Regions from separate parts of the Mus musculus genome. Here all the other regions are linked to region 1. Evidence: chromatin contacts called from public ChIA-PET, Hi-C and HiChIP or PLAC-seq data. All regions are on one chromosome and are shown on one strand. Each heading gives the region's core, a stretch centred on a gene start, on an enhancer-like site or on the middle of the called end of the contact. The rest is flanking DNA. Distances are from core to core; before and after follow the strand shown. Region 1 holds the start of Mbnl1 (muscleblind like splicing factor 1). Region 2 has its middle 37 kb from the start of Gm38326. Region 3 has its middle 11 kb from the start of Gm33650. Region 4 has its middle 38 kb from the start of Gm33650. Region 5 has its middle 75 kb from the start of Gm38326. Region 6 has its middle 42 kb from the start of Gm33650. Region 7 overlaps Gm33650 (a long non-coding RNA gene).

Region 1 (4,015 bases), core at 810-3,309:
TCAGGAAGCCAGAGCTCTTTGATAGAAAATGGAAAGCAACTGAAAACAAGGAAAGGCTAGAAACAATCCTGTAGGCTAAGCTAGCCTTGGGAGTTTCCCAAGGCCCATCCCTTCCTCCATCCCTGCATGAGTCAGTTTTCCAGTGGGTCTACACCCATTTACCCTTCCTTTGCCAACATCCCTGAATACATTCTCAGTAACCCTCTAAGCATTTGCCAAAGATCTTTCTAGAGTGCAAGTCCAGACTCCACCCTATCGCCCTGGTCCTGCGAACTAGTTCATAGTTTGCTGAATAACGTTGAAGTTCCTGGCTTCCTTCTCTGCCGACAAGTTAATCTCCTTTTAAAGAAAGGAAACAGATGACTGTATTGATTCTACAGGGCATTGAAACAGATAGGCTTCTTGCACGTGCTCTGCACTTTGCTCCACCGTCCCAGGGCCCACTTGTGCCACACTCCCTGTGCCTATGATTGTGTGCACGTGGAAGCCAGGGGTCCACATTAGGTGTCTTCTGAAATTTACCTTCCATCTTATTACTTACTTTTTTGAGTGTCTCTCATTGAGTCTGGAATTCAGAGTTAACTGGCTAATGGGCTGTGAATATCTCCCATTCTCTACCTGATCCCAGCACTGTGGTTACAGACACTTGCCTAGATGTTCGGAATTTGAACTCAGGTTCTCAGACCTGAGCTCCAGCTTCTTTACGCAGGAGTCATCTCCCTAGCCAGCTAGCCTATCCAGGCAACTCTCTTTTTATCTTAGCAACTTCTGCACATCCTTCAAGGCGCTGCTTGCATAAGTTCCTCCAGGGAGCCTTCCCTCCTTTTCTCAAGGGCATTTTGGATATTTGCCTACCATCTTAGCACCAGCTGGCTGGTGCTCTTTTCTACCATGCTGCTCCAAAAAGTACAATCCGTGTACTCCATCCTCCTGCACTTACCTCCATCCTACCTATACTTAACTACTTCTGCCATAGCTCACATTCCATCCAGTTGCTGGAATGAATGCTGAGAAAGTCCTCAGGCGCTGGTGGTTACTAATTGTCAGTTAGAAACTCCCTGTCTCTGTTCTCTGAGAAAATGCTACTGTCATTCTACTTTGTTTCCATTGTTGGGGACTTGGGAACTTTTAATAATTAACACTGAGAAGTGGTACTAGTTAATTAATTAATTATTTCAGGAAGGGATCAGTAAGCAGCAAGTCCGTGTTTCATGGACCAGCAGAGGATCAAGATCTGTTACTAGTACCTCTGCAAACTAGTGGAGTACTTTATTTATTTATTTATTTATTTACTCCGCCTAGGAGAGTGTGCCTGACCCACTCAACAGAAACAGGGAGGGAGAAATCCAGTTTGCATTCACTCACCTCAACTCATGTTCAAACCATGAAACAAACGTTTTTATAGTTAAAAATCATCCCTGACGAAGTTATCAGAATTCCTTGAAATTCACTGGAAATCCCGTCCGCAGATCTTCAAACTTTATCTCTTCTCAGAAGCCCAGAATTCTTTTCTTTCAAAGCCAAGTTACAGGACAGCAGCTAATGAACTAGGAGCTGGTGTTTCATTTGCTCAGGCGGGCAGTTGCCCAGGGCTTGTTTGCGTGGGAGTACCTCTGCAGCGCCTAAGATGTTATTTTATTTTAAAAGAGGGAGCCCTGCTTGCTTTCTGTACACCACACTGCAGAGTTGGAAGTAAGGGAGCCTTTAAACTGCAAGTTTTATTTGCCGATAGGACAGGAAGGTGGCCTGGGTTTGTGTTTGGGTGACGATCAGTTTTCTCGCAGAACTCCAAAACTGTGAGTGCTGAGAAAGATACCCACCAACACCCGTGCAAGCTTCTTTCCCGCCCTTCGCCTTCCAGGTTCCAGGCGATGCGCTGCTTCTGCTGCTGCAGGCCGGGCAGCTAACTCTAACCTTCCGTCTAACCTTGCGGGCCTCGCGGGCTGGGCGCGGAGCCCCGGGAGCTGGAGCGGCGGTGAGCGGCGCGGGCCCGGGCGAGCGAGCGGGCGGGCGGGCGGGGGCCGGGGCTGCGCGTGGGAGCTCTGCGCGTCCGCGCGCCTTCCTGGCGGGGCTGGCGCGGGGGAGGGGCCGCGCAGCGGCGGAAACCGGCGCGCGGCGATAAGAGGCTGCACGGCGACATGCCACAGTCTCTCGCCGCAGCCCGTCGAGTCGGGGCGCTCGCCATGCTCCCGTGACCCGGACCCGGCCAGTTCCCTTTCCCGTGGCGGGCATCCCGGAGTCGCGATCCCACAATGCCCCGGGCAGTCGGGGCCCCGGCGGGCAGCCTGCACGGCCACGTGAGAGGTGAGTGGCGGGGCGGCCGCGCATTGTTCTGCGCTGCGGGCGGCGCTGCGGCGGCCTCGGGTGGCGCTCGGGGGTCCCCGGGCCGCACCGCGATCGCGCGCTGCGGCTACCGGCCCTGTCCCGCGCCTCCCTGCGGGCCCCCGTGGGGCGCCGCGGGACAGGACTAGTGGCCGGTGAGCCGGGGCAGGTGCGTGGCCGAGTGCTGTGAACTCGGTGACCTCTGCCAGGGTCGACGGGGGGCGGCCACTGGTCGCGCGGGTCCCGGCCGCGCCCGCATCCCTCTGCCGGGGCTGCCACCCAGCACCGGCTTCATGTGGGCCAAGTATGTGCACGCAGAGGTTAATGCTCTGCTTGCCACCCATAAATTACGCATGACATGTTTAGTTGGGCTGCCTTATATGGAGAGTGCTGTATTTCAGTCCAGTGTGCTTTTTGCCAAGTTTACAGGGAGGAAGACGCCCTGCTTGAGAGGGCTGCCGCTTTTCCTCCCTTTCTGGTGGTTTTGTAGTGCGTCACTCAAAAACTGTAAGAAAAGTAAGTATAGAGCTTTCCGGGTGGAGCCACAGTAGGCTGGTAGAACAGCTTTCATGATAAGTAGTCAGTATATGGACTGGTTTTTTAAATAAAAACAAGAGAAATATGAAACCTTTCCTCACTCCTCCCCCCGCCCCCCCAAAAAAAAGACCGAGTCTGATGTTGTTAGTAATGTGCCATATGAGAATACTTTGATTTTAGAGGATGTAACGTGAGATTTAAAGAAATTACACACACACACACACACACACACACACACACATACACACACACACATGCATGTATGTATAAATGGAGCTGAAGCCTTCCTGGCTAGCCCACAGCATTTTACAGCTACATGGGTGTTGAGACAAGCCTATTACGCTGCTAAGATGGGTTTATGTGCGGTATGCATCCCCAGGATTAAAAACAAAGTTAGAAGCAGCCTGGAAGGTTATTGCCACTGTTTTAGGTTTCTGTGTCCACCAGCACAGGCACAGACCATAGCAAGTGATTAATAAAGTCTGCAACACTCTGAGCTATTTCACAAACAAATTAATTCAAGGAGAGGGAAGTCATAATTACGGCCTTTGGATACGCAGGTCTTCTGCAGCATGCTTTGAAATAGTACACTAGTGGGCATGTTAGACCTCCTTCCTGGGTTTCAACACAGTGTTCATACAAGGAACTTACTTAGGCCATAACTTTCCAAACCAGGCTGTCTCTGTCTATGGCTTTACAATGTTGGTGTTGTTACCTGGTCCTATTTGTAAGATAAAATTCTGATCCCCAAAGATAAGTTGAAGTGAAAGTTCAAGGACTGCAGAATCCTTGAACAATTTAGTTCAGGAGGCAGATGTGTTAACTATGTAGTTGGTAGCCTGAAGACAATGAGTTATTTCACAGCGGGAGAAAGCACGTGGCTGTCACTTCCATCTTTGCCTCCTTAAAAGTTGGTGACAGCTAAACTAGCTTTCAAGAAAGCCATCATGTTCCAGTTTCTTGTATTTGTACAGGGTTACACTTTTTTCCCCAAGATCTAGACATAGTTTTTTATGTTTCTATGTTTAATGCAGAGTTTCCTCAGTGAGAACTACTTAGTTGAAGGTTGTGTTCATAGAACAGGTTGGCTTCAGCCCCAGGAAACCAGTTCATTTGTTTTAAAATTGCACCACCACTGAAGACATCATACATCATA
Region 2 (3,972 bases), core at 128-2,627, 250 kb after region 1:
CAGGTGCTCAGTCCCACAAGGCAAGCAGGTGAAGAAGAGTGAATCTTCCTTCTTTCAATGTCCTTATGTAGGTCTCCAGCAGAAGGTGTGGCACAGATTAAAGGTGTGTACCACCACACCTGGATCTGGTACTTTACTTTGTCCCAGGTGACCTTGAACTCAGATATCTCCTTGTCTTAGTCTCCTGGGATTCACAGCCACTATACCTCAATATCTCCGGCCAAAATGCAAGTCAGAAACTTGTATCTCCCAGCCTCAAGATCAGAATTGCAAGTGATCATTTTGTGTTGGCCAACTAATTCTTGGATTCTGGGTATTGGACCTGTCCTAGACTATTATTGATATATCCAGTGACATGCCATTGGAGAAAACTGATTTTCCCTGTGCTAGCTGGTATCAATTTAGCTTTTTGATTAGGAGTGGGACCCTATGTGCACTTGCCCCATTTCAGTGCTGGGCCCTTTTCTGGTTTGAGTCTGTTCAGGTCTTGTTCAAGCTGGCATAGTCTCTGAGAGTTCACATGTCCATCCCTGTTATGTGTGGAAGACAATGTTTCCTTGGAGTTATGCCCCACCTCTTGCCACCACTTCCATAGATCCAAATCTTGAGCCTTGGGGTTGGATGAAGATAAACTATTTAACTATTTATTCCTCATTGAGGAATGAGTCTCATGCCCCTTTATAAGCCAGTTCTTTCTGGCTTCCTCAGGCATACACGCAACCACTGATGTGCTTCCCATTTCCAAAATATTCCCTTCCCTGTGTGGCACGATTTTCTCAGTCCAATTAATTTAAATATTAGTGCAGCAGGAGGCCTGTGATTGGACAGGGAAAAGGGAGGCAGAGCAAAGAGTTGCAGAGACAGGAAGCAACACAGGAGAAAAGAAGAAGGAAACAAAATGGAGGACAAATAGGATTCAGATTCCACATGGTTTCAAATAGCTGCAGGTAGATATAATATCATATAGGTATAGAATAATTGGGGTAGCTTGTCTAATCTAGATGGGCAACTTGTACCATTATTGGCCCTTAATTTATTGTGTGGGCATCTTGTGTATTGAGAATTTATTGATATATCAGTAAGACTAATTATAAGCTTCTAGAGTTTTGTTTTACTGGGTTACTGGAATGTGGGATCACTGACCACAGGGGATTTATGGCTCAGAAGGTATGGGTGGCACTGAGACAAGTGAACTGGAACTGGGAAGAAAGCAATCTGTCACTGCTGGGGCTAGCCTCGAGACAGAGGTAGTGGTAAGGCAGCAAAGGTGAGTTGCCCAATGTGCACCACAAAGGCCATGGGGGTTTTGCAGCATGGGGCTGGTGTGGTAGCAACCCACCAGTGGGAACTTAGTAAGCTGGGTGGAGAGATTTTGGAGCTCTGAGTCAGAGAGCTTCCATGAGATAAGAATTGGTCGGAGAGACCATCAGAGCTGAGAGTAGCTGGGTGTAGCATGGGAAGTTGCCATTCTTTTTAATATCCCTGGACATTCCAAGTTATATAGTCACAAAATACATAGACTTTTGTGTCAGACATTGATCATTTAGCATAAAATATTTGATATTTACTGATATGCTGAAAGAATTCACATAGCCATGTTTTTGAGAGGGTGGTTTAGGATTTCTATTGCTATGACAAAAAAGCAAGTTAGCAACAAATAGGTTTATTTGGCTTATACTTCCACATTGGTGTTTATCATCAAAGGAAATCAGAACAGGAACTCAAACAAGGCAGGATCCTGGAGGCAGGAGTGGGTCAAAGGCCATGGAAGGGTGCTGTATACCAGCTTTCTTCACACTAATTGCTTAACCTACTTTTTTCTAAAACCCAGGACCACCAGCCCAGGAGTGGCACCACCCACCACCTCCCCGACTGATCTCTATTTAATGAAACACATTACAACTGGATCTCATGGAGGCATCTCCTTAACTGAGAATTCTTCCTCTCTGAAGACTCTAGCTCGTGTCAAATTGACACACAAATCCAGCCAATATGGAGGCAATGCTCAGAATCATCTAGAGGAATTTAGGACAGAAAGCCCATATACTATCTAAACATACAGAAAGTAAGGTGAGCTTGAAGGATAGAGGTTGCTGTATATGCATAGTAAATAACAATCAAAAATGGGGTAAACTTGTGAAAAAGAAGGAGACTTAATAACCTGAACAGGAACTTCATCTGAAAGCACATCCTGCTGGAAGTTATGCATATATAGACATACAATTCTATGCATATATAGACATACATAACTCTCATGTCTCAATAAAATTCTTGGAATTCTTGTTTCCATGACATTTATCTCCCACCTAGGAACTGCCTACTAAGTCCCACAGTTTCTCTACATGCTCCTGAGTCTGCTACCCTTTCTTTACCCACTTCCCCTCAGACCTAACTGCTCTATCTTTCCTTGTGCTCTTCAGGGTCTGTACATTGCAAGTTTTCTTTTCTCCTCTGAAGAGCTGCCTGTTATGTCCCAGAGCTTCCTTAAGTCCTTCTGAGCCTCTGAAACCTTGCCCTTCTGTTCTCTCAGCTCCCTCCTGGAAGTCCTGTTGCTTCTCTATGTATTTCTGGTTTCTACAGCAATGGAAGTCCCTTCAGTAGGATTCCTTTTTGTGGTTCTTTGTTCCTTATGGCCACACTGTCCTCTGGCTCTTAGCTTCCTTATCCTCCCTGGGCAGAGTTCTTTTAACAACCCTTCTTCCTTCCCTCCTTAGACTCAGTTTCTTTCTTGGATTCAGAGATTTTCTTAAAACCTAGTTGTCTTACTGACAATGCCTTGGCCTCAGTGTAGCTAGATGGACAAATATGGCACACTCAAGTTCCAAAATTTTACAGATTGTAGCAACCAATGTGACTTCATAGGCAAATGATCCCAAAGTCTTTTATCTCTAAGGTTCTAGAACTTTCCACACTTAAATCGTTCTGCTCTCAAGAAATTTTTTGCGACTATTGTGTAAAGAGTCTTTATCTCAGGATGATTAACTTCATTGGTTATAGGTAAAGAATCTGTCAAAATCTATAACAAAATTTGTTTTAAAGCTTATAAGAAAAGGCTTAGTTAAAAACCTATATGTAGATATTCTTAATTTGCTACAATCTACTGTATATGTGATTCGGCCCTAGAATATATAATTTGGATTCAATTCTTGTTTTGAAAATAGATCTGCTAGAAAAATGTATCTTTCTTCTGTCTTGGCTGACGACCTCATCAACATAAAAGCAACCAGTTGACTGGCAGCCATCTTTACTAAAGTTAGAGTACATGCCATGTGACCTCACCATCTTAAAATGAGCATATGTGTAAAGGAACAATTATAAAACTTCTCATTCCCAGTGAGCTCTTAGGTTATCATTGTATCTCCTTTGAGGCTAAGAATACAAATCTAAAGTATTTTGGATTATTATGTAATCCTTTTTATGATAAAAATTTTTAACTCAGATGAGCAAAAGCTGATTTAAAATGTCTACTCAGACCAACAAACCTGAGTTAAAATATAAACTGACTGCATGTGCCTTTGCTAACTGTTTAACAACAAGCATCTAGAAATTTTAAATAAGTAACAGTATGCTTGATAAATAAGATTTATAAATTTCTAGGATCTATTTATTGGTTTACAGACAATTCTTCTAGGCTCCTCTCAGGGACTTAGCAACAGGGACTTAGCAGCAGCTTTATCATCATCTGCTGTCATTGCCTGCTAGGTGTGATCCAAGTGCCACAGGGACAGCATATAAAGAGGACTGCTCACTACCCCAGCACTCACTTTTCCCTCTCTTATCCCCTTCTCACTTTCTCTCACTCCTTTTCTCTCTCTCAGTTCCCATTTGTTTCTGGCCAGTTTCTCTTTCCTGACAGAAAAGTCAGACTTTTCTGTCCTGTCCTTCTCTGTCCCTTCTTCTCTGCTCTCATGGCTCTGTTACCCCCAAATAATATCTATTCTTGATGTTGAAGTGTGTCTTTTGGATGCCACA
Region 3 (3,734 bases), core at 581-3,080, 180 kb before region 1:
TCAGTGGTCAGAGCACTCTCTGCAGGCAAGCTCTCATTTTACAGGAAAGCTACACAGATATCTGGCCTTAGGACCTCCCTCCTGGCCGAAGACGAAGGCCCAAAACAGGACCTGTCCCTAAGTCTAGATGCTTTGGCTTGTCCCAGAAGCTGTTATCTTCTGTATTCTACACTCTCACCTGTGCAGAATACTCTTGGAGGAGTCCTGGAACCAAGATGTCTGCAGCCGATGCTCAGGCCTAGCGTTCCAGGCCCGGGCAGACCCCTATCCTCTAGCCAGGAAAGTGGCCAGATGTCTGGGGCCTGTGCAGAATACTCTAGGCTGGGTCCCAGGACCAAGACGTCTGCTGCCGATGCTCAGGCAAAGCGCTCCTGCACCGGATGGACCCCTATCCTCTGGCTGGGAAATGGCCAGCTGTCTGGGGCCCGAAAAGGGGGCTGCCTTAGAAGCTCTGTGGCTCCCACCTGTCCCAGAAGCTTTTAGCTTCTGTATTCAGTACTCTCACCTGTGCAGAATACACTCGGCGGGGTCCTGGAACCAAGATGTCTGCTGCTGATGCTCAGGCAAAGCGCTCCTGGGCTGGGTGGACCCCTTTCCTCTGGCAGGGAAAGTGGCCAGATGTCTGGAGCCTGTGCAGAATCGAAGTTAATATTGTTAGCCACTCAATTTATGTTTGCAAGTCAGAGAGACACAGAGACAGAGACAGAGACAGAGAGACAGAGAGAGCAATGCCACTCACTTATTAGTAATAGAGACATTTCAAAGATCTAGTAAAATAAATTTGAGCAGAGAAATTGTGTCATTTCTAACCTAGTGACTCTAAGCAAATTACTTCAAGTTTAATACAAAGGTTTCTTCCAAAAATATTATAGGTATAATCAACAGAACAACAAGTGAAGCAGTGCTGTTTAGCATGTGCTGGTTTTTGCAGTAGTACCTTCCTTGCTATAGTTTAATTAAAGGTCAACAATTTGTTGATCTTCGAAATGTACCAGTAGCAAGTGATAAACAGTGACAAATTAACCTACAGAAAACTAGCATGTAACTTTTTTCATGTTATATTGATCGCCATTGGAGAGACCTGTTTATAGTCTCAAAGCATTAAAGAATCTACCACACACCTATATACTAACATTGCCAAGTAATGAGTATACAAATGCCACATTTTAAAAATCAGTTAGCATTCAAACTCAATAACAGTGACCTTTGATATGTGGCTTTGACCTCAGTGATCTTCTCTCAAAGATGACAGTATCAAGGATGCTTGGGGACACTGATATTGTTCCCATGTTTATCCTTACTGAAAGCCATAAGTGGCCCTGAACATCCTTAACTTGGACAAGCACTTTTCCCCTTGCGTATGTACATACATGGGAAAGTTAGCTTCCCTTGCTCCTCTTTTGAGAGTTCTTCTCCCTGTCTTTTGATGTCTGTGCACACATTGCTTACAATTGACTAGGATTTTCCCCAGGAGAGTAATCAGGGAGGGTCACCACCTAGCTCCTCCAGAGCAAGAGACTTCTCACTGTCACCCCACATGAGGCACAGCTGCCCTCTCCAGTATCAGGTTTAAAGGTATCGTCATTAGAATTTCCATTTCTGTGAAGACACAATGACCAAGGCTACTCTTAAATAGGCAAACATTGAATTGGGGATAGCTTACAGTTTCAGAAGTCTAGTCCATTATCAGGCAGGAAGCAAGGCAGCAGGAAGGTAAATATGGTGCTAGAGGAGTGGAGGAGAATTCTGCATCTTGATCTGAAGACACTCTGGAGGAGAATGTCTTCCACAGGCAGCCAGGAGGAGGCTCTCTTCTGCACTGGGTGGAACTAGAGCATAGGAAACCTCAAAGCCAACACCCATAGAGATGTACTTCCTCCAACAAGGCCACACTTACTCCAGCTATGCCACACTTCCTAATAGTGTCACTCCCTGTGAGCCAGGCATTCAAAACATGAACCTATGGGGACCAAACCTACTCAAACCACCACAAGGAGTGGTGATCCCTCAACACAAGGTACTGAGTGTACCTTCTTGCAGAGTCCAGAAAAGGCAAGAAATGATCCACTGAATGTTTGAATGGCTATATCCAGACCACAACAACATAGGTGGTATTGGTGGTGGTAGCAGCATAAGCAGTCTGAGAGATATTTTTTTACCTTTGTGTCATGTGACTCATCACCTCTTAGACCTCTCTAGGGTGTGGTAGTCTCAGAAATGGCTGTTGAGAGTACAGTGATAATTCTTCTGTTAAATTTCTCCCCCTCATCTCCTCGAATTCCTACAGGTCATGTTTCAGTAGCTGAACTTTCTCAAGGCCCCACACCCTCTTTGACAGTATCCCAGGAGCAATAGTTGCAATCAGTTCCCATCAGTCCTACTGATAGTTAGCCTTGTCCTCAGTTCAGACACTGGATAACATGAGCTTATCTTCTCTACACAGATAGGTGTGGGACATGGTGGAGTGGAGTAAATATTAATTTCCTAGGAAAATAAAGGAAATATAAAGGTGGTGGTACTTTCTATTATGAGCACTGTTTAGTCTCTTATAACAGTGCAATCAAATCCAGAATGTCCTTTATATATACATCCTAAGAAGGATGTATATTTCTCATTACCTTAATATTGGCTATTTCATGTAAACAAATACATTGAACTTATTTTTAAGTCTATTCAGCTTGAAACCCTTAATTCCTTACAAATGTGTCTCTCGTTAACTTGCCAATGAAAGTCATTATCAGATAAATTATTTCGCAATAATCTCTCTAGTTAAATATTATTTTGCTTCCTAACTGGAGGGCGGGGTGATTAATTCATTTGATGTAGAAGGAGGCACAGAAATAAATCAACATGAAATTGGGGCCACAATCTCATTTAAGAGCTAGAAGAAATAATTTTGATTGGAATATTATTTTCAGAATAAAACCAAGATTATAAAGATACAATAAAATATAATCTAATAGTTAACCCAACTTAGTTTATAATTGCAAATGTGATTAAATTCATAGCAAAGAGAGTAATTTTGTATAAATCACTGGGAAATTTATATTATTGTATAAATGTTACATTGTATTCTGTTAAAGAAAATATAAGGCTTAAAATAAATGCTGCGGTGAAAATAGTAGGATTGGTAACACTGGGGAAAGATAAATCCGAGGGGGATATCACTGCATATGAGATAGCCCTGCTGTCCAGATAAGAGCAAGCACAGCAAGCCAGTCTGCAAAAGTTTTGCCCAGCTGGTATACAGAACCTATGAGGAATAGATACAAGGGTCTGTGCCCTTTCTCCTTGAAAACTTCCCAACACTATGTGTAGTTAGAATGTTATATGTCTTTCTTCATTTTATGCATCTAATTGTAACTAACTGAATTGTGGGCAATAACAGGTTCTAAGAAAGGTCCCACATGCTCAAGGAAGCAAGCACCCTAAAGAGAATGAGAATTGAAAAGCAAGATTTACAAGCTTGGGTATAAGAGGCAGCCTTTATCATTGACCCTTGGCTCTGTTTTCTCTCCTCTCTGGAGGAAGTATTTAATCATGATTCCCAATCTGCTAAAACATACCATGAAATCAACTTCTATAAACACCTATCTTAACCCATTATATACTTTCATGTGCAAATAATTCTTTAAAACTCCTGTCCCCACACCTGATTCTCTTCACTGTTCTACCATTTCTATTGGTTCAATTGCTAATGATTTTTATGAAACTTATTTTAATGATAGCTTGTG
Region 4 (3,740 bases), core at 13-2,512, 150 kb before region 1:
CATTATGACTCTAGTGAGAAGCAAAGATTAAGGAATGCATTCATGGTAGTGTTCAACTAGCATTCTCCACTTTCAAGTAGTCCATGAACCTTCTCCACTTATGTACAGGTCAAGATCCCCTGTGGGAGTTAATTAATGTACTGAAGAGAATCCCTTACAGGCATCCTCAGGATGCTCTCAATTGATTCTAAGTTTTGTCCAGTTAATATTATTAGCATTAACCATCATTGCTATAAAGCATTAATGCCCTGCTTATCTATAATAATTATGACTCTAAGGCCTCCCATGCCCTAAGGATAATTTTCTAATATACAAACAGCACAACCATGTTTCAAATACTATTTCAGATAAAACCGAAATATTGTTAATTTTATTCTATGCCATTATTCCTCTTTATTTTCTACCTCCTCTTCTTCATCCACCTTTTTTTTTTCCTTTGAGATAATTGAATCCCAAAGACATAAGGATAAAGCTCACATTTGCAAAGGTGTATTAGGGAGAGTCCTTTGCACAGCTTTGCTTTGCCTTGCACTGCTTCATTGTAAGAGGGGGGAGTGGGGTATACTTCCAGGGGAACAGCAGACAATATCTAACATGAACATAGGAGCTCTAGTCAGGTGAAAAGAGTTTTCACGCAGAGATCAATGGCAGTAGCCACCAAAGGCTCATCACATAAAGAGGTAATAATTAAATAAGCAAATGTATTTAAAATAACACTAGTCTTATTGTTGTAAAAGAATGCTGTACAACTATAAAACTTCCAAACAGAAAGCATATGTTGATGGTCAGTTAATGTTTAAATAAGGTGCCATGTGGGAAAAGGGCTCAAATCTTTATCATCTACATATATATGCACAGTCACACATATGTGCATATATGTGTGTAAGTATATATGTTTGTACATATTTACATAATGTAATTTTAATGAATGTAACATAAATTAAGCAGAGTGTTGTATGATAAGACTTTTTCTAGGGAGGTGCAACACACACACACACACACACACACACACCCCACATACACATCTAATTATTCCAGATAGGGAGTCCTAGACAAACAAAAGTAAGGATACTACCAAAGTCCAACTTGGTCAACCAATTTGTTTTATTTGGGTTGCTTACAAGAATATGGTAGAGTAGTTACTTACAGGATCAGAAAGAACTCAAAGACAACTGTATCAACAAAGCCCATTCTAGCATGAGTGCCAGTTCACAAAATCTGTGGACCTGGAACACACTGCAAAGCCTGAAAGCACTTCAACATGCTGGACTGCATTCTTTCCAGGTGACTCATTTGGTCTAAACCTCTTCCAGGAAGCTCCTAATGTCTCTGCTTCTTCCAGGCAGCTGCTCTGATCTCAGAATCTTTTTTGATACTTGGTTTGTCTAATAGTGACTGTCAGTGGTCTTTTGTTTTGTTGTTGTTTATATAATCTTGGGGACCCAGAGAAATAGAGAATCTGATGAGTTTGGGAGACTTCCTGAAGCTATTTTGAGTTGTTTACTTCTTCTGGCTTAAGGTGTTTCCGTGGCAGATGGAATGTTTCAATCTGGAGGGATCTACTATCCAACATAGAGGTAAATGTAAGCTCAAAGTTTACAAATCACTAGAAGGGAACAGAATAAACTCAGCAAATTTAATTAATGTTGTATTTAATTTAAACCATAGTATTCCGGAGCATGAAAGGTGACTCAACAGATAGACTTGCCCTCAAGCCAGATGAACTGAGGTATATTCCTAGTGTCCACATAGTGAAAAAAGAGAACTAACTCCACCAAGTTATCCTCTAACCTCTACATGAGGGTGTGGTATATGCATGTTCACACATATATGCAAATAACAAATGATTGGGTACCCAAGCATTTCAGGAGAGTAAGAATGTGGTAGTTTGAATCCTATTGGCCCCCAGAGGCCCATAGAGAGTAACATTATTAGGAAGTGTGGGTCTGTGGAAGTAGGCATGGCCTTGTTGAAGGAAATGTGTCATTGTGGAGACAGCCTATGAGGTTTTCTATATGCTCAAGCCACGCCCAGTGGGACAGTCCCCTTCTGCTGCCTGTGGATCAAGATGTAGAACTCTCAGCTCCTCTAGCCCCATGTCTGCCTGCATGCTGACATGCTTCCTGGCCCCATGATAATGGAATAAACCTATAAAACTGTAATCCAGCCATCATTAAATATTTTCTTTTATAAGAATTGCCAGGGTTGTGGTGTCTTTTCACTGCCATGGAGACCCTAAATAAGACAAAGTTACAAGAGAGTCAAACACAAAGCAAGGTCTCCCTAGAGAAATTTATTTATCCAAGACACAAAATGGCTACCCCTGAGTGTCAGAGACATTAAGCCAGGAGAGCAGTTTATATAAGGTGAACAGGAACATGTGCACAGAGAAGTGGGAAAGTGCAGCAGTTGCAGTGGAGTCATGGAGTGGGGGGTGGGGTGCAGGCGACTCTGTGACCCTCGTTCCAGAATTAAGCAAAGGTCAGGGTCTTAGAAACTTTGCACTTGCACAACAATAAATATAATTATTTTATAAAAAGAGTAACAGTTCTCTAAAGTACCTTTTAAAAGCTATACTGTACCCAAAAAATTGTCTTCAAATTTTTTTTAAAAGAACTTGTATATCAAGTGGAGGATGAGTCTCTTACTCATCCTTTTCTCTTTTTCTTTCAAGTAGGTTTATTTTTCTCATTCAATATATATTGACCACAGTTGATATATTCCCACTCTCTTAGCTCCCTCCCTCTTCTCTCTTCTCTCCAAGACTCTCTCCCCCTCTGTCTCCCTTCTGAAGAGAGTAGGCTTCCAAAAGACAAAATGAAACTTGACAACACAAGACATAATAATACAAGGAAAAAAAACCATCATATTAAGCTGGACAAAGCAACCCAATAGGAGGAAAAGAGACACTACAACAGGCAAAACAGTCAGGGATATGCACTTTTCATAAGAGAAAGATGTATGAATGGTAAAAAGAGTATATATGAAAAGGCAAAGATACGTAATAATTTCTGTTAGTGTGTGTTGAATGCTGCAATGACACCCAGTAAAATTGTACTGGAATGGCTCAACCTTTCAAACATCTTCCACATTCAAGAACCAGGGAGAGTGTAGCACATTCAGAATCGCTCCATACCTCTCAGAGCAACATGAAGTGACCTAGTAAATTTGAAAATAATTTCAGCAAATATTGTTAGTAGTACATCTCCCTTTTATATTTACCTAAGAAATTTGAAAACATACATTCAATCAAAGATGCATAACATGTCCCTGGCAGCTTCATTAGAATACCCTGAACCTAGATGAATTTCACATACTCATCAACAGTGCATCAATAAAGTACAATATTTTCTTAGAACACAGATTTCCTTAACAATAGAAATGTCAAAGTGTTAATACACATACCACAGTGGATATGTATCAGAATTATTATGGTAATTTATACATACAAGGCCAAACAAATGTGTGTGCTTTATAATTGCATTAGTAGAAGAGCTCAGAGAGCACAAACTGATCTCATAGGAATGACGCTCATTTCAATCATATTCCTCAAATTTAGTCAAAACCAATCTGAAACCAGTCATGAAAAACTTAGCAAACCCAAATTAATGGAAATTACACAAAAAATGAATGTGTTACAAAAGGTTAAGGAACAGATCCCAGAATATAAAGAAATCCAACAATTAAGGGCAAAGACATCCCACTGCTATATTCTCTATAAAGGGTCTTGTCATACAACT
Region 5 (3,998 bases), core at 684-3,183, 210 kb after region 1:
TTCAGTTGTTAAACATATAGTCCAAGCTAACATATCTTTAGCTATTTAAATACTACCTTCATTTTATTCTACCTAAAAATGTATACAATGTCTACTAGATGTATGCCATAGTTTCATTTCCTGTTGCTGTGAGAAAATATTTGAGAAAAGCAACATAGGAGAGGATAGCTTTATTTTAGTTCACAGCTCTAGGCTATTGTTCATTACATACAGAGAAGTTACATCATCAGGAATGCCAAAGGATGGGTTACATCACATCCACAGCCAAGACTAGAAAGCAGTAAGACAAAGTATGCATGCATATACTCACCTCACTTACTCGTTTTTAAATGCAGTTTGGGACTCAATCCTAGAAGATGGTGTTGTCTGTCCACCTTTGGGCTGGATTTTCCACGTTGATGTATGTAATCAAGACAAATTCCCACAGACAAACTGCTCTAGACACACTTTCAGGTGATTATCTGTTGTGTCAAGTGGACAACCAAAACTAACCATTATAACTATGTCTCAGGTAAACAATAGGCTATAGAATAATTCATGTCCTGCTATTCTGTACAATTCTGGCTCAAAAATTATCCTTTCTTGCTGGAGGACAACCTCATCTATCCACTTAAGGATGGGGTTAATTTTCTCTCTTTCTGACCAGTTGTGGTCTGGAATGATGGCTGAGAAGGGCTTCACTTTCAGTGCAACCTGTTGAGCACTGTTCACTAAAGCCCCTGGTGCTACTGCCTCTTAGTGCTTGAGATTTTTCCTCCACAATCCTCAAATGTTCATGAACTCACAAATGGGTAAGTAAACTAACACAAGTGAGTTTTAAAGTAATTGTTTTTAACCAATTCCATTTAATTGTTTAGATGCATCACATTGTATTATCAAGGATAGTCTCTACCTCTTGGTCTCAAGTGATTCACCCATCTCAGTCTCTGGAGTTGGCAGAATTACATATGCACATCACTCCAGGTGGTTTTTGTGGTTCTAAAAAACAAAAACAATAAAACAACCAAACAAAAAACTGGTGGGATAGGTTCTACTACTCTGAAAATTTAAATGTCTTTTCGAAAGTCTGAAGGGCATGATGTAAAGTCTTGTCCAAATCACAGGCCTCTGACTTCAAATCCTAACTCTTCCTTGGTGCCATTAAAGATTCTTCATCACTATTAATTACCTCATTTCTTTATCCCTCCATCATTGCCTAATGAATAGTATTTATAATTTTGTCTTTGGCCTAAAAGGGGACAAGATGGTGATGTTTTTAGAACTTAAAACTTCATCTTATAATAGAAGGGTTAACATGTTATTGAAGAAAAGCCTAAACATATTCTAGCTATGTTATGTAACCATTGGACTGAAAATAGAACCTTCATTCAATGTCCTAAACATGTTGGGAAAAGCATATAATACTATTTTTTCTTAAAAATGCAAATATTGGCTCATAAGTTGGTAGAAACCTCTAGGGAATGAGGAGTAAGAAGCCTTATCAGTCTTTGTGGATACCTTTTATGAAAAATATTTTTTCCATTTTTTATTAGGTATTTAGCTCCTTTACATTTCCAATGCTATACCAAAAGTCCCCCATACCCACCCACCCCCACTCCCCTACCCACCCACTCCCCCTTTTTGGCCCTGGCGTTCCCCTGTACTGGGGCATATAAAGTTTGCAAGTCCAATGGGCCTCTCTTTTCAGTGATGGCCGACTAGACCATCTTTTGATACATATGCAGCTAGAGTCAAGAGCTCCGGGTAATAATTTTTTAAACTTTTCTTGGTTCCTGGGATTCTAAAATAGACAAGGAGAAAAAACTGTGGGGTAGTAACAGAGAATAAAAACTGAGCTAGGCAAGAACAAGAACATTTTTGAGAGATGACGGTCATGAGAGGTCACATTATAAATTTAACCAACTGATTTAAGTTCACAATCCAAACATTCCAGCCATATGAGTAATATGAATAAGAATCAGAAAAAGGAAGAGGAAACCAAATTTGACCACGTAGGGCTCTGGTTATTCAAATTATTGGATGTGGAATTTTATATGTGTATACAGATAGACACGTACTGAATAGAAGAAATATGATGTGAATTGAAGATTTCCTTATTGTTTTATGCTGAATATGACAAAAAGTTGCTGTAGAAGAGATAGCAGTGAAGGTTTTTAATCACGTACAACTCCGTTAATTAATTGAAAATTTTGCAATTTGAAGCATTTATTGTGAAGGGTTAGAGATGAATAATGTTCACAAAACAATTGGAAATGGGAAATTACAGTTCTAACCCCCAATAGAGTTTTAATTTGAAAATTATCAGTGTTTTAGTTGGTTTCTGGCTTGCTTTGTCTTACTGCTTCTGTCTGTAAAATTAAAGTTTTACACCAAACTATGGGGGAAAGAGAACGCTTTTTTCCTCTTATGATATTGATAACTTGAGAAAGGAAGTCTTGGTACTTCTGAGAAAAAGACAGTTTTTCCTAGTAGTAAATTGAAAATATCCAAATAGAGGTAAATTTAGATTGTTGCATTAATATGGAATTATGTCCAAGAATATATTGCTTAACAAATATACAAAGACTGAAAGCAGTGTTTAAATGTTCAGTTGTGTAAAAAAAAACTTTCAAAAATATATCTGTATACAAATACATAATTTTTGCAGAAATTTAAAAAAATATAATGGTATATCTTATTTTGGAAAAATATTATGTTATTTGTTTTCTTGTTGCTACAAAAATTACTCTGAAAAAAGCAAGATGAAAGAGAAAGGGTTTATTTTAGCTTACAATCCAAAGTGATAGTCTAACATGGCAGGAAGTCAAGGCAGGGGAAGGCTGAAGGTGGGCACACCACATTCACAGTCAGGAACAGACCACAAATATAAGTGTGCTGATCACTTCACTTCACTTTCTCTACTTGTATAGTCTAGGATGCCCTGCCTAGGGAATGGTGCTGCCCATAGTGGTGGGTATTGCCTACTCAATTCATGCAATCAAGGTAACTGCTCAGGCATGCTCAGAGGTCCACTTCCCAGATGAGCCTCAGTTCTATTAAGCTGACAATACTAACCACGACAATATTACTTTGGTGATGGAGTAAAACTTACCATTTTAAACCCCATGACTGTATTATTTATTTTTAGAAATCTAGCTAACTACAAAATAAATAAATGCCCTGTGTTGTCTCAGTTTTGTTGCGTACTTAGGCTCTGCAGTATTCAGCATGGATAGGCACTGTACAGCTGGGTCATATACGAATTCTAACTTCAGAGATTATCAGCATCATAAATTTGGAAAAATCTATGCATTGGACTTTTTCCTTCCTACTTAATGGCCATAATAACAGATTTAGATTAGGAAATAAATTATATAATCTGTTTAAACATTTTCTACAGTACAGACATGGGGTGGCAGTGTAGTTTCAGATCAGAGAGAGGTCTCTGTTGATTTGGGATTTTTATCTTGTTATCATCTTTTAAAGTTCTTATATTTTAAAAACATGAATGTACTATAAAAAAACAAATTAAAATAGTCCCTAATTAGAGAGGAAAGTTTTAATATAGTGTTTGAGCTGGCACTTACAAATTATTTACTTTTTAGCTTTTGTTAGGCATATTTTGAGAATAATGTCAAACCAACCCATGCAGAACCATCAGAACACTACCAATACTGTTGACTGATGGAGTATTGCCCCTCAAGAAAACATCTGGCAAACACTTTTCCAGAAAATTGTATCTCACTATTTGCTGAATATTTCATGTTAGGAGGGGAAGTGAAAGTATAATATATGCTATGCTTGTGAAATATATTCTTACTTCCTTTGAAATCACAAATATCTAAATAGCCTTAGTACCAGTAGCCCGTACAAGAAATATCTTGGCTTCCAGAAAATTCCAGACTACTCTCTTTCAATGAGAATTATGACTCAAAATCAAACAGAAATTCCAGACTTTATTGATGCCTGTAATTATCATCCCAGGGGACTGATTGACACTTGAAGCCACATTATGGCAG
Region 6 (4,019 bases), core at 493-2,992, 230 kb before region 1:
CCCCCACTCCCCTACCCACCCACTCCCCCTTTTTGGCCCTGGTGTTCCCCTGTACTGGAGCATATAAAGTTTGCAAGTCCAGTGGGCCTCTCTTTGCAGTGATGCCTGACTAGGCCATCTTTTGATACATATGCAGCTAGAGACAAGAGCTCCGGGGTACTGCTTAGTTCATATTGTTGTTCCACCTATAGGGTTGCAGTTCCCTTTAGTTCCTTGGGTGCTTTCTCTAGTTCCTCCATTGGGGGCCCTGTGGTCCATTCAATAGCTGACTGTGAGCATCCACTTCTGTGTTTGCTAGGCCCTGGCATAGTCTCACAAGAGACAGCTATATCTGTGTCCTTTCAGCAAAATCTTGCTAGTGTATACAATGGTGTCAGCATTTGGAAGCTGATCAGGGGATGGATCTCTGGATATGGCAATCACTAGATGGTCCATCCTTTCGTCACACTTCCAAATTTTGTCTCTGTAACTCCTTCCATGGGTGTTTTGTTTCCTATTCTAAGAAGGGGCAAAGTGTCCACACTTTGGTCTTCATTCTCTTGATTTTAATGTGTTTAGCAAATTATATCTTATATCTTGGGTATCCTGAGTTTCTGTATTTACCCCACACTAACATTAGAGAAATTATATCAGTGTTTCAGTGGTCTTTGGACACTATTAACTTTTAATGTTACTAAATGTAGAAACACTAGCTAGGCAATAAAGTAGTAATTCATAGCAGTCCTTTTCAATATCTGTAAATATAATATGAGTAATTCATAAACAGGAGCCTCCCAACTGTAGAATTTTATTCTTTTACCTTCCCATTGTTGGAAAAAAGAAGAGACTTAGGAGTGTGCCATTAAAAACACAAAAATTTCTCATTTATAAAGAGCTTTACATAACTACTTTGAAATAAAAGATCTATAGTGAAGAGAAAGCATACATATAGTTATACATATAGTTTTTTATTGTTATTAAGAAAGTAAAAAGAGTGAACTAATATTTCTGGTATGATTCCTCTGGATGCTGCTGTCTGCTTCAACAGTCCTCAGTGCGGCACTCTCTAGTTAGTGGTACTTAAGGCTGTTCATTCCTCACATTACTCATTTCTCAGGGAAGAGAAGGAACTACTTCTCAAGCTATTGGTCTCTCGGCAGAACAGTCTGCTTGTGGATTGGAATTGTATGGGAAGTTGGCGAGAAAAGAAGTTATAAACAATTTATTTGCCTTTGAAATTCAAAATTTATCTTAGACTATATGTAGTGTGTGTGTGTGTGTGTGTATATATATAGGTGTGTGTGTTTGTGTTTAGGTGTGTGTGTCTTTGTGCATGTGTGTGTTTATAAACTTTGATAGGTCATTATAAAGCCAAAATAACTGTAGAGTACTTGTGTGTGTGTGTGTGTGTGTGTGTGTTTTTAGTTGTATGTCTTAAAAGCTTCCCTTGTAAGCCTCCCCACTCACTAGACTGTAAACTACAGGCAGGCACTGTGTCAACTTTACCACACAGCTTTGTCTCACATGTCACATCAAGTAGGCTAAAATATCTGTCATACTAATGAAGCAACTTCTTCTAATTACTGTCTCCTTTCCTTAAGGGCAGGCTTCTCTCATTCATTATTTATCTCTGATTTTAGGCAGCATTCTTCTCTCTTTGCAGAAACCCTTTACACCTAAGCAAAGTGCACAGTCTTCATTTATTTGCCTAAGTCAAGAGCCTTTGAACCACCCCAATGCTGGTGAACCTTTAACAATATTAAGTACTTATCCACACCCCATACTTGAAATTCCTTTTTCCACTTTGGCCATTGTCAACTTATTCCACCCTTCTCCTCTTAGGTAAAAACATTTCACTTTTGTGTTTATATTACTAAATCTTGACTACAAGTCTATTTACCTATCACTTCACTTGCTTTTTCAGGACATTTTCTTCTACTCCTTGACCTTCAGCTGCCAAACCTTAGTTGAAAAAACCTCAATCAATGTTCACTTTTTGTCATTGATTTCTGAATTTTTTTTGCAGAGTGAATGTCTCAATTCAGGTATAATTTAGAGCAATTTTAACTCCACAACAAAAGGACTCTAGCTAGTTTAAGCAAAATAAAAGAAAGGGAGAAAAGGTTATTTGCTGGAGATATTACTGGAATGTGTCAGCAATCCTAAAGGGTGGGGAATGGTTAGTGAAAGAAACCAAAGTCCAACTGGAGGTGAGAAAATATCCTTTCAGTCTCAGCCTGGATCCTGCCTCTCTCATTGGTCTGCTTATGCCTTTTCTCATCCTGATGACTTCTTTCCCCTATAGTTCAGTGGTCTCCATGTTTAAAAATCCCCACCTTCAGCCATTCAGAAAAAAAAAAATCTTTATTGTTCTCTCTGTTCTACTGAAATAATCTGAGGCAATGACTCTCAATGGGATATCTTAAAAAGGGGTTCTACCCTAGTATGTTCATTCTATGTGCAGAAAAGAATTCATTAAAAAAAGAAAAGATAACTTCTTGAAAACTGTGTGCAGTGAAAAGGCATGTTTGAAGAGCAGAAAATGGTAAAGAAATAAGGTTCACTTAAACAGACTAATACATTCTCATTCCACTATCCTAGACTCATAGCAAACAGAACCCTGGGGCCAAACTTAACTGTTGTGCACTGACCCATCCCTCCTTCCTGAAAGAAGGGAAGAAAAATAACCTATGTCCCTTCAGGAAAGTTATGATCCTATCCCATTCAGGGTTGGAATTCCTGCATTCACCCACCAATATACTAGTTTGTTAGTTAAGCCCTGAATCACCTAATGGTTCTGTCTTTTCAAACCTTTTGACACTACCTTCCTCTTTTAAAATTACCCTTCTGGCTGTCTCTTAAAAGCCATCATTTGAGCAAAATCTTGCTAGTGTATGCAATGGTGTCAGCATTTGGAGGCTGATTATGGGATGGATCCCTGGATATGGCAGTCTCTAGATGGTCCATCCTTTTGTCTCAGCTCCAAACTTTGTCTCTGTAACTCCTTCCATGGGTGTTTTGTTCCCAATTCTAAGAAGGGGCAAAGTGTCCACACTTTGGTCTTCATTCTTCTTGAGTTTCATGTGTTTCGAAAACTGTATCTTATATCTTGGATATTCTAAGTTTCTGGGCTAATATCCACTTATCAGTGAGTACATATCATTTGAATTCTTTTGTGATTGGGACTCAGGATCATCTGAGTGTGATTTATCTCACTCAGAATGATGTTCTCCAGGTCCAACCATTTGCCTGGGAATTTCATAAATTCATTCTTTTTAGTAGCTGAGTACTACTCCATTGTGTAAATGTTCCACATTTTTTGTATCCATTCCTCTGTTGAGGGGCATCTGGGTTCTTTCCAGCTTCTGGCTATTATAAATAAGGCTGCTATGAACATAGTGGAGCATGTATCTTACTTACTAGTTGGAACATCTTCTGGATATATGCCCAGTACACTAGCAGGATTTTGCTGAAAGGACCCAGATAGAGCTGTCTCTTGTGAGACTATGCCGGGGCCTAGCAAACACTGAAGTGGATGCTCACAGTCAGCTATTGGATGGATCACAGGGCCCCCAATGGAGGAGCTAGAGAAAGTACCCAAGGAGCTAAAGGGATCTGCAACCCTATAGGTGGAACAACAATATGAACTAACCAGTATCCCCCAGAGCTCTTGACTCTAGCTGCATATGTATCAAAAGATGGCCTAGCTGGCCATCACTAGAAAGAGAGGCCCATTGGACATGCAAACTTTATATGCCCCAGTACAGGGGAATGCCAGGGCCAAAAAGTGGGAGTGGGTGGGTAGGGGAGTAGGGGGAGGGAGGGTATGGGGGACTTTTGGGATAGCATTTGAAATGTAAATGAGGAAAATACCTAAGAAAAAATATTTTAAAAAAGAAAAAAAAAGCCATCATTTGTTTTGTCAACATCTGCCCAGCAAATTTTACCACATCCTTTTCGTTTTAAAGCCCTCACAACATATACATTAACAATGAAGAATGAGTTTTTTGTATCCCTGTTGATTCAAATATCACTACCAC
Region 7 (4,053 bases), core at 801-3,300, 210 kb before region 1:
AGAGAAGAGAAGAGAAGAGAAGAGAAGAGAAGAGAAGAGAAGAGAAGAGACAACAACACAAACAAACAACCAAGAGATGGTAAGAAAAGTCAACTTAAAGCACTCCTGTAGAGAAGATCAGAGGGTCAGAAGAATGAATGAAAATATGCAGCTGCAGGTGTGTGTAGGGGGAACCTCTAGAAAGACCCAGAAACCTGGGATATTAGAGGCTCCAAGGACTCAATAGGGATGACATTAGCCAAAATATCCAACAGTGGGGGGGGGGGGATGGAGAATGAAGAGACCACCTCTAAGAGACAGGGCCCCCAGTGGTAAGATGGGGCACACACATCTTTGAAAATTCTGACCCTGCATTTCTATAGGAAATGCAGGAACAAAAATGGAGCAGATACTGAAGAAAATGTTATCCAGTGACCAGCCCAACTTGGGATCCATCACATGTGCAGGCACAAAACACTGACACTATTACTGATGCCATGTTGTGCTAGCAGATGGGAACTTAGCATGTCTGTCTTCTGAGAGGATCTACCTGCAACTGATTGTGATGAATGTAAACATTTAACAGCCAACCATTAGACTGAGGCTGAAGGTCCCTACGGAAGAGTTGGGGGAAAAATTGAAGGAGCTGAAAGGGATGGTAATCCCATAGGGAGAACAACAATATCAACCAGCCCAGATCCCTCAGAGTTCGCAGAGACTAAGCAACCAACCAAAGAGCATACATGGGCTGGTCCCTGGCCTGCAGCATGTATATAGCAGAGTATTACCTTGCCTGGCCTAAATGGGAGAAGATGCACCAAATCCTGTAAAGACTTGATGCACCAGGGAAGGGAGATGGTGGGAAGAGGGTGAGATGGGGGAGGGGCTGAGGTGGGTAGGATCACCCTCTCAAAGCCAAATGGGAGGGGCATGGGGTGAAGAAGTTTGGGAGGCAGGATCAGGAGGAGGAGCAACATTTGGAATGTAAATAATTAAGAGAATTAAAAAAAGAACACTCCTGGCAGCCTCCATTCCCTGTACTTCTGGGGGGAAATTATCCATTTAGGCAACATGACAGAGCAGTAAGTGTCCTCAGCTTGAGTTCTACCAGCTTTTCTTTGGGTGCTAAGCTCTGCGCTGCTTTAATTTGCTCATGTATGGGTACAGCTGTACAGTCTCAGCAGTAGACAGCAACCCTCTGTGAGAGCAGAGGGAAAGTGCTATAGACATCCACTGTGGATGAGGAACAGTGCTGCCAGGTTGCATCTGTGAGCAGATGGTTGCCATGGTAATGACTAGAGTGGAAAAGGTAGGCTGAGAGGATAACATAGGCACAAAGGTACCTAGTAGTTCCTTAAGAGAATGAGTGGGCGTCAAGGATTGGAGATGCTGGGTACATTCATTTCCTAGGACTGATTAAACACAATACCCCAAAATGTGTGATTTCAAAAGCTAGAAATTTATTTCCTTGAATTTCTGTAGCTTAGGTGCCCAAGGTGTGGGTAAGATTGGATTCTGTAGAGGCTTCTGAGGGATAAGCTACTCCATATTTCTTTCTGCTTGGTTTACATATTCGTATGTGTAAGCATTAATTCATGCATATATATAGGGACATTATCTTATTAAGGTGTCCCAGGGTATAGCTCAGGATAACCTCAGACGTATGTACCTCTTGCTTCAGACGTCCAAGTATCTTTGATTGTAGAACTAAACTCCAATTCATCCTCTCCCTGAGCCAACAGTTCTTGTATCAATCTCAGTTCTCATATGTCATTTCCTTGTATGTTTGTGTCTTTGTAGAAACAGCAATCAATTGGATGAAAGTCCCACCTTATCCTATTGTGACCTCATCCCAACTAACTGCATATACAATCACTCTATTTTCCAACAAGGTTATATTCTGAGGTCCTGGAAATTATGATTTCAATACATCTATTTGGGAGAATAAAATAAAAGTAATAGCAATGACTAATCACTGTTTGCTGACTAATTCTTGAAACATGGTGTGGCTGTGAACCTCAGGTAAAAATGTGGAAATGAAGAGGCTATGGCCTGAGTCACGCCATCATGATTAGGGCTAGAATAATGCACTGTGTGTGTGGCTCTGCTGGGAACCATTAAAACCCTGTTTGTAGGAGGCAATGTATTCATCGTTTCTTTGGCAGGTTCTGGTATATCAGAGAGAGGAGACTGGAGGATGTTTCATTAATATTACATAGGTTTTATTTTTCATGTTTCCTTAAAATCAAGGACTTTCTGCAACCCTCTACTTTTTTTAAAGTTCTGCAATATATTTCCAATGCTGTTAATATTTAATGAACTCCTCATGAGCGATCCTGCTTCAGAGTCCTGGGTTCCTTCTTCCAGAACAATCCAAAGGAAACTCTACTTCTCTGTGTTTCTGTTTCTTGGGCATAAAAATCTGCAACACAAAGGAGGGGGAAAGATCAGGAAATAAGAAACCTTGTAAAAACTAGAATCTTGCTACATGTAGTTAGTTACATAGAAAACCTATACTTATTACCTTTAAACCATTGTTTAAATACATCATCAAAATACAAATGTACCATTAGTAGCAGCTTATATTACATTAGCATTATAAGAGTACACGTAAAAATTTCTTTATGACATTTTGATGAATGCCATTTTTGCTCATATTTGGACCTCCTTTCATGTTCCTGCCCTCTGTCTAGTTCTCCCCTTCCCCCATACAGTCTCTCATGCCATAGATGCATGTGAGGTTATAAGAGAGAATTTGAGATACTAATAGCTTTATGGTGCATATTTTATATTCTTAGAGGAGAGTCATTTACAAAAACTGAGTATCCATAAGATAGATGGTTATGTCAAGTTATTTCTAAAAAATAGACATGTGCATGTAGTCATTAATTCCAATGATCTTGAGCATCTATATAATGATAATTTGGAATCATAATTTATATTATTTATAATCATAAATTATAACCATTTTTCTGGAATCCAAGCACTCTTAGCTGAAAGAACATGATCAAGTTTGGGTGATTGGCATCCTGAAGGTGAACTAACTTTCATAAGCCTTGACATCTTTTTTTCTCTTACGCTCTACTAAGTGGATCAACTAAGTGGGAAACCTGAGATTCTGCTCTTATGCAAGGCGTAGTTTACAACACCTAACAAAGAGTAAAGACATGCACTTTGTGTTCAAAGAACTGGGCTTGCACAATAAGAATAAGACTATGTCAAAATTACCACAAATTCAAGAACTGGCAGACTTCGAAAAGGCATTAAAAATATGAGTCCTCCTGCTGGTCTGCATTCTATTCTTGTCACAGACATTGAGGCACTGAGCTTGGATAAATACAGAAAAATACAGCCCACGTGGTGCCCTTCTGCCCATGCCGATATTTGTGAGCTTCTCCCTGAGAGGACAACATAAGCAATAGGAATGCAGCACATAACAAAAAAGGGCTGTGAAAAGCACTTAGGGCTCTTGGAGGAACTCATAGATAATTGCTTGGTTGAAATTTTCTTCCTGTTACTGAACCTCACAGCAGAAGCAAATATATAATACAAAGGAGGTTTCAAAGTTTCATTCTAGCTCTTTAAATATGTGTAGAAATGGTCATTTACTAAAGAAAAGATAGAAACATTGCTGTGAAGAAGGAAAGAAAGGGGGAGTATGAGAAATTATGAATTTAAATAACAAGGAGGAGACTAGAAGCTACTAGAACATTGTTGGTCCATTGAACTGATTACAGCAGACAGAAAGTAATTTTCATTGAGAAACTCCTCAATTGGTAGGTATAAAGTCTGTTTTAGTAAAACATGTTTTAAATCAGTCATAGTCTAAATTATACTATTTGCAGACCAATACATTTGTGTGTGTGGGGGGGGGCACACATACATGCTGCATGCAAGGTATGCGAAGGCAGGCAAAAATTCACCATTATATGCATATGGAAATAAGAGGACAACTTTTAGGACTTGGCTCTAGCCTTCCACCTTTGAGATAGGGCCTTTGTTATGGTTCTTGCTATGTATAGCATACCCTAGGCCAGCTGGTCTTTCCCCAGTATCTGCTTCCTATCTTGATGT

What was found. A called contact is a pair of places that touch in the nucleus more often than the background predicts. ChIA-PET counts read pairs in DNA pulled down with a chosen protein or histone mark. HiChIP or PLAC-seq counts read pairs in DNA pulled down with a chosen protein or histone mark.
Region 2: a FOXA1 HiChIP or PLAC-seq map of pancreatic cancer cells shows a contact between it and region 1. The contact joins the enhancer-like site here to the promoter of Mbnl1 in region 1. A contact is called at or near these places in 3 of 484 Hi-C or Micro-C datasets (embryonic fibroblasts, myocytes and pancreatic cancer cells) and 2 of 115 datasets of contacts at active chromatin or transcription factors (bone marrow-derived macrophages and pancreatic cancer cells).
Region 3: an RNA polymerase II ChIA-PET map of memory CD8 T cells shows a contact between it and region 1, with 746 read pairs. The contact joins the enhancer-like site here to the promoter of Mbnl1 in region 1. A contact is called at or near these places in 2 of 15 datasets of contacts at CTCF or cohesin (large pre-B cells and pro-B cells), 17 of 484 Hi-C or Micro-C datasets (the AML12 cell line, B cells, CD8 T cells and 11 more), 12 of 115 datasets of contacts at active chromatin or transcription factors (the 230-238 cell line, CD8 T cells, bone marrow-derived macrophages and 7 more) and 2 of 9 other capture datasets (adipose tissue and liver).
Region 4: a contact with region 1 is called in a Hi-C map of the NIH/3T3 cell line, with 4 times the contacts expected there. The contact joins the enhancer-like site here to the promoter of Mbnl1 in region 1. A contact is called at or near these places in 1 of 15 datasets of contacts at CTCF or cohesin (large pre-B cells), 3 of 484 Hi-C or Micro-C datasets (the HL-1 cell line, the NIH/3T3 cell line and Th2 cells), 2 of 115 datasets of contacts at active chromatin or transcription factors (bone marrow-derived macrophages and large pre-B cells) and 1 of 9 other capture datasets (adipose tissue).
Region 5: a Hi-C map of adipose-derived mesenchymal stem cells shows a contact between it and region 1, with 3 times the contacts expected there. The contact joins the enhancer-like site here to the promoter of Mbnl1 in region 1. A contact is called at or near these places in 1 of 39 promoter capture datasets (the 3T3-L1 cell line), 1 of 15 datasets of contacts at CTCF or cohesin (the NIH/3T3 cell line), 16 of 484 Hi-C or Micro-C datasets (the 3T3-L1 cell line, 3T3-L1-derived adipocytes, the C2C12 cell line and 8 more) and 3 of 115 datasets of contacts at active chromatin or transcription factors (the NIH/3T3 cell line, bone marrow-derived macrophages and vascular smooth muscle cells).
Region 6: a contact with region 1 is called in a FOXA1 HiChIP or PLAC-seq map of pancreatic cancer cells. The contact joins the enhancer-like site here to the promoter of Mbnl1 in region 1. A contact is called at or near these places in 3 of 484 Hi-C or Micro-C datasets (embryonic fibroblasts and uterus) and 5 of 115 datasets of contacts at active chromatin or transcription factors (bone marrow-derived macrophages, kidney, pancreatic cancer cells and 2 more).
Region 7: an H3K27ac HiChIP or PLAC-seq map of the NIH/3T3 cell line shows a contact between it and region 1, with 2.3 times the contacts expected there. The contact joins the enhancer-like site here to the promoter of Mbnl1 in region 1. A contact is called at or near these places in 2 of 484 Hi-C or Micro-C datasets (both in cortical neurons), 6 of 115 datasets of contacts at active chromatin or transcription factors (the 230-238 cell line, the NIH/3T3 cell line, fetal liver and 2 more) and 2 of 9 other capture datasets (adipose tissue and liver).

The regions. Positions count from the first base shown.
Region 1 is chr3:60,499,120-60,503,134 of GRCm38.p6, forward strand. Mbnl1 (muscleblind like splicing factor 1) reads left to right here and starts at 2,060. Exons shown (of 10, transcript NM_020007.4): 1 at 2,060-2,304.
Region 2 is chr3:60,749,209-60,753,180 of GRCm38.p6, forward strand. No RefSeq gene overlaps it. Among named protein-coding and RNA genes, the nearest start is that of Gm38326, 37 kb to the right of the region's middle. Within about 2 kb of position 1,378, at least 3 of the 459 cell types and tissues checked have an H3K27ac peak or open chromatin away from gene starts, as enhancers often do. A contact at or near this core is called in pancreatic cancer cells, where this site is marked.
Region 3 is chr3:60,318,556-60,322,289 of GRCm38.p6, forward strand. No RefSeq gene overlaps it. Among named protein-coding and RNA genes, the nearest start is that of Gm33650, 11 kb to the left of the region's middle. Within about 2 kb of position 1,831, at least 33 of the 459 cell types and tissues checked have an H3K27ac peak or open chromatin away from gene starts, as enhancers often do. A contact at or near this core is called in CD8 T cells, the G1E-ER4 cell line, Th1 cells and 4 more, where this site is marked.
Region 4 is chr3:60,345,344-60,349,083 of GRCm38.p6, forward strand. No RefSeq gene overlaps it. Among named protein-coding and RNA genes, the nearest start is that of Gm33650, 38 kb to the left of the region's middle. Within about 2 kb of position 1,263, at least 56 of the 459 cell types and tissues checked have an H3K27ac peak or open chromatin away from gene starts, as enhancers often do. A contact at or near this core is called in the NIH/3T3 cell line and adipose tissue, where this site is marked.
Region 5 is chr3:60,711,173-60,715,170 of GRCm38.p6, forward strand. No RefSeq gene overlaps it. Among named protein-coding and RNA genes, the nearest start is that of Gm38326, 75 kb to the right of the region's middle. Within about 2 kb of position 1,934, at least 15 of the 459 cell types and tissues checked have an H3K27ac peak or open chromatin away from gene starts, as enhancers often do. A contact at or near this core is called in the C2C12 cell line, the NIH/3T3 cell line, adipose-derived mesenchymal stem cells and 2 more, where this site is marked.
Region 6 is chr3:60,265,804-60,269,822 of GRCm38.p6, forward strand. No RefSeq gene overlaps it. Among named protein-coding and RNA genes, the nearest start is that of Gm33650, 42 kb to the right of the region's middle. Within about 2 kb of position 1,743, at least 9 of the 459 cell types and tissues checked have an H3K27ac peak or open chromatin away from gene starts, as enhancers often do. A contact at or near this core is called in pancreatic cancer cells, where this site is marked.
Region 7 is chr3:60,291,126-60,295,178 of GRCm38.p6, forward strand. Gm33650 (a long non-coding RNA gene) reads right to left here. Exons shown (of 4, transcript XR_375699.2): 4 at 2,290-2,401. Among named protein-coding and RNA genes, the nearest start is that of Gm33650, 16 kb to the right of the region's middle. Within about 2 kb of position 2,051, at least 36 of the 459 cell types and tissues checked have an H3K27ac peak or open chromatin away from gene starts, as enhancers often do. A contact at or near this core is called in the NIH/3T3 cell line, where this site is marked.